Regions from separate parts of the Mus musculus genome. Here regions 1 and 2 are each linked to region 3. A link is a contact called in public HiChIP or PLAC-seq data. All regions are on one chromosome and are shown on one strand. Each heading gives the region's core, a stretch centred on a gene start, on an enhancer-like site or on the middle of the called end of the contact. The rest is flanking DNA. Distances are from core to core; before and after follow the strand shown. Region 1 has its middle 21 kb from the start of Cwc15. Region 2 holds the start of Amotl1 (angiomotin-like 1). Region 3 has its middle 25 kb from the start of Fam76b.

Region 1 (2,700 bases), core at 59-2,558, 670 kb before region 3:
GTTCACTCACTGTGAATACAATGACTTCCAACCCCATGTTCTCTGAAGATCTTCTAGTGAATTCAACCCAAGTTATGTACCAAATGTTAAGAGTTTACTGAATCCTGAACAGACCAAAAGGAGCCTCATCCACCAACAGGCTCGGTCAGGGGGCTGGACTGTGCTGTTGGTGGAGGTGGGTTGAATGCAAGAAGAGACACACACAGAACACATGCCACAGAACTAGGATCTTGGGTGCTGAGGTAGAGTTTGGGAAATGAGCTGTGCTGAAGGATTCTGTACAGGAAGAAGGAGATGGTGACCCCATCAAAGCCTTGGTCAAACCGAGTGGGTGCTGGAGCAAAATTTGCTTGCTGTGAGGTTTCCAGTCAGCCTGAACCTCCTGGGTGTCTCCATATGCCCACGTCTCTGGATGTAGAGCTGAAGGTTGGGAAGTCCTCACGTAATAGCCTACAGGGAAGAACTATTTACTTTGTGCCTTAGTTTCAAAGGTTTCCCTTGTCAGTCCTTGCCTCCATGGGTTTTGAGCCTGTGGTGAGGTGGGGATTGGTGACCGAGACCACTCAGTTCATGGCTGACAGGAAACAGGAAACATCAAGCAAGAGCTGCGTCCCAGTGCTGTCTTTCTATTCCAGCCAGGCACCTAAGCTTCTGGGCTGGTGTTGCTGGAATTCAGAGTGACTCCTTTCCCCTAATTAATCCTCTCTGCAAACATCCTTGCAGACACACCCGGTGTGCTTTCCTAATCTCCTCAATCCAGTCATGTTGATAATCAAGTGTAAACATCACAAGGTTTATCCCTTAAGGGTGCTGGGACAGCAGCTGCCTCTGTCTGCTGATGGAGGGCAGAGTGCCATAGAAGCATGTAGTGACCTTTGTGCACATCTCAGACAGGCTGTAGACTGGCACCCTTACAGACAACCCTGAAACACTTTGCAGAAAGAATGTACAGCCCACTAAAGGGTTTGGGGCCTGAGTCATTTAGTGAGGGAGATTTCTTGGTGAAGTCAGAGGAAGAGAAGCTGGAGAACCATGTCGAGAAAGGAATGGACTGAGTAAGGATGTATTCTTGGGGAGTCTGTCCTGAACCCAATGCAGAGGTGGAGGGCTCTGGGCCATAAGGACCATCATAGAATTTCCTCTTCCTCTGAGAAGCCACCATACCTATATTGATGGCTGATGGAAGATTATAATTGTGGAAAGATGGAGTGTGGCAGGTTAAGAGCTTTCTTTAGTCTCCATTATACTGTCTGACCTCACATCCTCATGACTGCCACATAAAACTTTTGGAATGTATGCCAGGCCTGGACTTGGTCTCCACCAGGCCTGAGGCTAAGAATGTGATAAGGCAGATACAAATCCTGCACGGAGATCTCTCTGTGGTAGCCCTGATGTCCCTCAGAATTATTAAACTCATTGATGAATTGCATGCTTGTGTTGTGTGGCTAGGAGAGAGTTCATGGAATTTCACAGTGGAGCATATCACATTCCGGGTAACTTGACCTTACCTTTCTGGGTCACAGTCACTCATATTTAGAATGATCCTTAAAACAAGTTGTTACTTTCTGTAAACACTCTAACCCCAGGCCAGGAGGGCCTTAGTTGATGGCTGTCAGCCAGAGTGGGGACTTCCTAGACCTGTGCTGCTGCTAGCCAGGGTGATGTTTGGGGAAATGAGAGCTGTCATAGAGGGGAAATAATGTTTGCTGAGTACTTCCTGCTGTTGGTGAAAACCTTCTGCCTTTCTACACCTCTTCCAAACTAACAAGTTAGCTTGCTACAGTTGCATAGCTCTTTGTAGAAGACAGAAATGCAGGACCGTTTATTTTGCTCCGCAACAGCAGTGTCCAGGGTATCATATTCCCATGTAGCGACCCGAGCTCTGATTCCCAGGCCTCTCTCTTACCAGAGTTGTGGGCCAGGAGAGGAACCATGAGTGGCAGAAAATCCGGCCTTTTATAATGGATGCTAAATATCCTTGCCTTTAGCTATCAGGGAAGACTCTAGTCCTATCTTCAAGGCTGTTCACTATGTACTAGTTTTCAAAAGGATAGAATAGAATAGGAAAACTTGGCATTATCTTCCAACATGCAACACAACATGCTGTGTGTGGCCACAGGCATCATATGGGCTAGGTATAACAAGCTACATTTAAAAATGTTGAAATTGAAACCCAGGGCAACTTGCTTAAGCTCGAACCTTGAAAAGCCAGATGGCAAACCTTGTCTAAAGAATCAATTCCCTCTTCAGGTGGAGGTAGGGGTAGGGATTTTTTTTAAAGCTTCTTAAACCAGCAGAGCATTCCATTTCTGATTTTCCTTTTGGGGGCCCTGTTCCCAGAGTTTCTCATGGCTGGACTCTTCTCACTACCCAGCTCCATGCAGATGTAACTGCTTCATGTTAGCAAAAGTGCCTCTGGCACTTTGATGGTCACCTACATGTCAACTGGTACAAAGAACACCAAGCAAGGCATATGGGTAAACATTATATTGAGAATATCTATCTTTCTTTCTGGGTGATACTGATATTTAAAATGTAGGGTAAACCAAAATGACCCCCCAAGTTGTGGCTGCCCCAACCAATCCAGGAAGTGCTGAGGTGGAAACAGAAGGCTAGGGAAGGACTAACACTGTCTGCATGAAGTTCATCTGTGACATTAATCTTTCTTTCTCACTCTCAGTCTTGAACTGAAACTGACAC
Region 2 (2,700 bases), core at 26-2,525, 760 kb before region 3:
CCGGGTGGGAGTTTCCGCACTAGCCAAGTGGAAGCTGTGTACGTTTACCGTTCAGTCCTTCCCAGCCCTGCACTTTGTGACTGTCCACTTACTCGTGTTGTCTCTTCCTTTGCAGTGAAAACTCTTTCCTCATTTATCAGCTCTTGCCAAGCACCCTTGGTGAGAAACCTTGCCAATTCCCTCCAGGCTGCACTGCTGCTTGCTTGCCCAGTGCCTCCTTTTCCTGCACATCGGATCTCTGCCCCTTCCCCCTCTACACAGAGCTGGTCTCTTCTCTCTCCTGTCCAGACTCTTAACAAGAGGGGACCTACTGCCCTGTTCTTTTCTGTGCACACGTCCTGGCTTTGTGTGTTCTACAAAGGCAGGTGACTTTAACGAAGCCTGTGCTTGAGAAATAAGTTCAGCAATTACATTTGGGCCTCTGTCTGAGAAATCAGAGGGCTGTCATGGAATCCGGCTGGAACACTGGGGGTGAAGCGGTGAGCGGGTGAGTTTAGGGAGATGGCACAAGCCAGACATGACCCCTGCCCCCATGGCCAGGTAAGAAGAGAGAAAAGAGGAGCCAACCGTCAGAAACCTTGATATGCCCTAACCCTCCAAGTAGGGGCTTGGGCAGCAGCCACTGGCCTCTGCTCTCAGAAGACAGACCAGAAAGGTCCTAGTGCATGGCTTCAGAAGACAGTGAGTGTAACCTCGCAGAGGGCTGGGCAAGGAGCGTTGCTTAGGGAAAAAGTCTGATTTCGAAGGCGGGGCAGAGTCACAGACTTCAAATTCTTTGCTTCTGTTTGAGCAGATAGCAGCCTGAGGGTTGTGGTCACAGGATGTACAGTCCTAGGAAGCCATTGAACATTTAAGGCTGTAAGGAAGGTCTGTTTAGCTAGCTGTTCTGTTCCTCAGTGGAGCACATCATAGCCCCTCCTATCCTGACCGCCCCACCTGATAGAAGTACTAGGGCCTGGGGATCGCTTTCACCTGGAAATTCCACTTAGAAGAAAAGTTGGTCCTAAACCAAACCTAGCCTGGAGTTCGGAGGCATATTCCAGCAAAGGATTCTAAGGCATTCAGATAGAAATGGTGAGTGTGACAGGAATTCAAACGCGGATAGGGGACAAAAACAAGGGAGCCAGTCTCCCTTTTTGGTCTCAGGGAGACACGTCAGCCTGAGTCCCGGCAGTTTCCGAAATCCCGGGAGGGGCGACGGGAAACTGGGGACGGGCTCTAGGGCCCCGCGGCCGGGGCCGGGGCGGGGTGAAGTGTAGGGTTACAGGGATCAGACCAGCGACCCTCCTGGGTAGCACGCTGGCGACTGGGAGCGCGGGGCGCCCAGGGACCCGGCAGCGGGGTGGGGTGGGTGGGACTGGAGGGGGAACGGGGCATCTCTCTGCTGCCCGAGTGCAGAGGCACCCTTCGCCGCGCCTCCCAGCCGCCATCCCCCTGCCGCCATTCCCCTGCCGCCGCGTTGCCCAAGCCAGGATCGTCCCATGATCGCCCCATGCGGAGGGCAAAGTCGCGCCGGGGACCTTGCGAGCCTGTGCTTAGAGGTAATCAGCTCAAGCCGGGGGTCCGGGAGGGCTCCCCCTGACTGGGCCGAGAGGTCTCCGCGGCTGCTCCCGAGAGCCCAGGCTGACATCAGCTCCGCACCAGATGTGGGGACTTGGTGAACCAGATTTGTGCTGGGGCCTCAGATTGTCCTGTGAGGGATCCAGAAGGTTCAACAAGACAAAAAGCAGAATTCGGTTCAGAACTACCCTCCGAGTGCCCAGTACCCCCGTGGGGGATTCCCACGGGAGGCCAAGGACTCGGGTACGCGTGCGGGCCCCTGACGCGGGACTGGCATTTCTCCTGTGGCTGGCAGGTTGCGGTCCCGGAGGATCTGGAGGCTTGGCGGGTGCCGCTGCTCTGGCGCAGACAAAGGCGCGCGGGGCGCCCAGCCTGGACCCCAGGACGCGCCCCGGCCCGGAGGCTCGGGCCTTTCCGCCCTGAGCCTTCTTTGTTCTCCCCAAACAAGTTTCTTGCACAAATCAGGGGTAGGATCCGGCTTTCCCTGGCCTGTTGGCAGTGCCTTGGAAAAAATCTGGTTTCCGGGAGGAAGCACAAACTTTCCAAGGGGGAGCTGGTTGAACTTTTTTGGAACGTGACATTTGTGGCAGACAGGAAAGTGGAACCTCGGCCCGTGACGGCCCCTGACAGTGCAGGGGACCCACTGGTGTTAGCCTTAAGTAGCCAGGCTGGGAGATGAGGTCTCACCTTCTCCAAGTCCCCTGCTTGGGGACCTCAGAAGACGAATCCCGGGCCTGTGCCCCTATTTTCTGCCTCCTTTTTTCCCCCTGGAAAATGTTTGCCTTTCAGCTCTTGTGGTGGGTGTATTGTCTAAATGCCTTTAAGTAGGGATAGTGTGTGGGTTACCTGGACGTCGGCTTCTGGAGACAGGTTTCGATCTCACGGGGCCTTGATGCTTACATTTTGGATGGTATTTGGTCCTTCGGCCCCTCTGCTTCCTGCCCATGGTTCTGTTTCCCTACAAAGACTTAAAGTTTGGCGGGCTTTGCTTATTAAAGTCCTTGGTGATGGTGGAGGATGTCATGCCTCAGAGGTCCACTGAACTCCAAACAGTGTCAACTTGTTCACCGAAAGTGCTCACAACTAGAACTGGGTAATATTAAACAGCTACAATTCCAGAAGACTCTCTTTCAGGGAGTG
Region 3 (2,700 bases), core at 132-2,631:
CGTCCATGATTGTTTTGTTTTTCAAGACAGGGCCTCACTGTGTATCCCCAGTTAGGCTGGAATTCACCATGTAGACTAGCCTGGTCTTGAACTCACAGGGATCCAACCGCCTCTGCCTCTCAAGGGCTGGGGTTGCTGGCATCTCCATGACATCTGGCTACCGTGTCTTTGCTGCTGGGTTCCACAAGTTCACTTGATCTTGGCCATTCCTACCATCAGGGGCCCCAGGTGTCCCCCTGGGAAGTCCCCAGATCTAGCCAGGGCCTGTATGTAGCTGAAGCCTCAGGGACCGGCAGGTTCACACGAACTTCTTTTTCCTTTCCTTCCTCTGGAGCCCTTTAACTACAGTGAGCCTGGCTCTGCTTTTATCTTCTGCCTTGATTTCCTGTAGGAAGCCCTGACTAGTTGACCCTATCTTTAATGACTGCCTGTGGCTATAAATTATTTGACATTTGACCTTAGATAATTTGTTTATGTCACTGTTGTGCCTGCACGGGTTGCTATGACCAACACAAAACAGGAAAAGTGACAGAGTATGACACACACTGGAAGCCAGGAAGCTTCTACTTTTGTTTTCTGGACAAGTCAACCATTACATGAAAATCAAACTACATGAAAAGACCTCACGTAGGAATTCTAATTGGCAGTCCCATCAGAACCAAGTCCTAATGCCACCCCAATAGCTTCTATGCCTGTGTAAAGATGCTTCTAGGTGATTCTGTCTTTTGTTATTGGGTGTCTTAGTCAGGGTTTCTATTCCTGCACAAACATCATGACCAAGAAGCAAGTTGGGAGGAAAGGGTTTATTTGGCTTACACTTCCACACTGCTGCTCATCACCAAAGGAAGTCAGGACTGGAACTCAAGCAGGTCAGGAAGCAAGAGCTGATGCAGAGGCCATGGAGGGATGTTCTTTACTGGCTTGCCTCACCTGGCTTGCTCAGCCTGCTCTCTTATAGAGCCCAAGATTACCAGCCCAGAGATGGTCCCACCCACAAGGGGCCTTTCCCCCTTGATCACTAATTGAGAAAATGCCTTACAGTTGGATCTCATGGAGGCATTTCCTCAACTGAAGCTCCTTTCTCTGTGGTAACTCCAGCTGTGTCAAGTTGACACAAAACTTGCCAGTACACTGGGTTTGCTCCAGATGCCTCACAGCTCCCCACTGAGCCTGTAGCTGTTGTGAAGCAAGTAGAAGCCATCCTAGCTTGGGCTGTATGGAAGAGCATGAAGCCCGAACACAGGCCTGGGAAACCATGAGCACAATAAAGTGCTTTGTCTTGTGTGTCATATTTACGGCAGCTTGATAATGCATTAACAACCTCTCTAGTTCCTGCCTTGCCTGCTGTGCTTACAGGATTAAAATCCCTCCACACTTATGACTCAACACAACACACTGAGTAACTCTAGTTTAGCTGAGAGTTCAGATAAGTAAACTTAGAGATCTCACCATCTCTTTGTAAAATGTAATGGCATTCCCATCTCTCCCATGTTGACTCACTCTGGCCTTCAGCCATGTCTGTCATCATTAATTGCAGAGTGTCTTGAGTTAATTATTCTAGTGAGCAAGACTCCAGATAGCTACCTTGATAGGTTCCAAATAGTTTAAGACTTCATCAGTCTTTCATCCAGCTCATCCTTCCATCTTTCCTGGGTCCTGCACTCTACAGTAGCTGCATCCCTGCCGTTCCCCTCTGCAGCATCTTATCTCAGCTCTACCTCCACTCTCTCTCTTCTAAAGTATTTATTGGCATCTCCTATCTGCCATCATGCCTGGGAAAGTGGCTGAGGGCCTGTGTTTGTTCTGTGTGGGACTTCCATGACGCCCCCCGCTCCCTGGCGGCCTCTCACTTCAGCCATACTTAGGCTTTTGGGGCCTTGCTGTAGGCTGTGGAATGCTCTTCTCAGCTTCAGTCCTGGTCTTCATTCCCACCCTCCGAGGGTCCTTATGCTGAGGTGCTGAGTCTTGCAAGGTGTCTGTGGAGGTGAACTCATGCTGATCCCCACTTGTAAAACTCTTTGAGCCTGCTAATGACAGCTAACATACTTCACACACTGGTGAGAATCCAGTTTGCATTGTGCTGACAACAAAAGTACCAAAGTACATCTGAGAGCCAGTTGTGTCTTTTACAAATTCAGAAAGGCTAGCTTTTTACTACCAGTCTGTAACTCACTGGTACAATGCTGGACTAGTGCATATAAAGCCCTGGGCTCAATCCCAGGCACAGCAGAAAAAGGGCTTGATTTCTGGTCCATGCTGTCAAATGAAAATGCGAGTAGAAATGCATATAAAGAAGGTTAAGATCAACATTCAAAGCCATTAGGAAGTTTCCAGTGGATGAGTGAAAAGAACTCCAGCTCTGGGTGTGCCCCTGGAAGCCAGGGACAGGAACACTCAGCTTAAACAGCCCATGGTCCTCAGTTCCACTGGTACTTACTAAATACGGCAACAACGTGTTCTGCGTGTCTTCTTAGGTACTGAGCTACTTCATTGTTCAGTGACTTTCTAAGACCCATCACATCTGCCGCTCGGCCCTGAAGGAACTGTGGGTGGTAATGCTGGGCAGGATATCCAGTTTCACAGCCAGAGATAGAGAAGCTCTGTGTGATGCTCCCACAACCTAAGCTGGCATTTGCAACTACTCTGGCATGGTGAGGTTGCTACTCTTTCTGAAAGGGTTTGTTTGTTTGCTTAGTGTTT

What was found. HiChIP or PLAC-seq counts read pairs in DNA pulled down with a chosen protein or histone mark.
Region 1: a contact with region 3 is called in a FOXA1 HiChIP or PLAC-seq map of pancreatic cancer cells. The contact joins two enhancer-like sites. A contact is called at or near these places in 3 of 15 datasets of contacts at CTCF or cohesin (the NIH/3T3 cell line, large pre-B cells and pro-B cells), 6 of 484 Hi-C or Micro-C datasets (3T3-L1-derived adipocytes, B cells, cortical neurons and 3 more) and 1 of 115 datasets of contacts at active chromatin or transcription factors (pancreatic cancer cells).
Region 2: a FOXA1 HiChIP or PLAC-seq map of pancreatic cancer cells shows a contact between it and region 3. The contact joins the promoter of Amotl1 here to the enhancer-like site in region 3. A contact is called at or near these places in 4 of 115 datasets of contacts at active chromatin or transcription factors (embryonic stem cells, extraembryonic endoderm stem cells, forebrain and 1 more) and 1 of 9 other capture datasets (embryonic stem cells).

Annotation. Positions count from the first base shown.
Region 1 is chr9:14,520,094-14,522,793 of GRCm38.p6, reverse strand. No RefSeq gene overlaps it. Among named protein-coding and RNA genes, the nearest start is that of Cwc15, 21 kb to the right of the region's middle. Within about 2 kb of position 1,308, at least 50 of the 459 cell types and tissues checked have an H3K27ac peak or open chromatin away from gene starts, as enhancers often do. A contact at or near this core is called in pancreatic cancer cells, where this site is marked.
Region 2 is chr9:14,613,575-14,616,274 of GRCm38.p6, reverse strand. Amotl1 (angiomotin-like 1) reads left to right here and starts at 1,275. Exons shown (of 13, transcript NM_001081395.1): 1 at 1,275-1,541. The coding sequence starts at 1,493.
Region 3 is chr9:13,851,797-13,854,496 of GRCm38.p6, reverse strand. It overlaps a transcript of Fam76b not described here. Among named protein-coding and RNA genes, the nearest start is that of Fam76b, 25 kb to the right of the region's middle. Within about 2 kb of position 1,381, at least 8 of the 459 cell types and tissues checked have an H3K27ac peak or open chromatin away from gene starts, as enhancers often do. A contact at or near this core is called in pancreatic cancer cells, where this site is marked.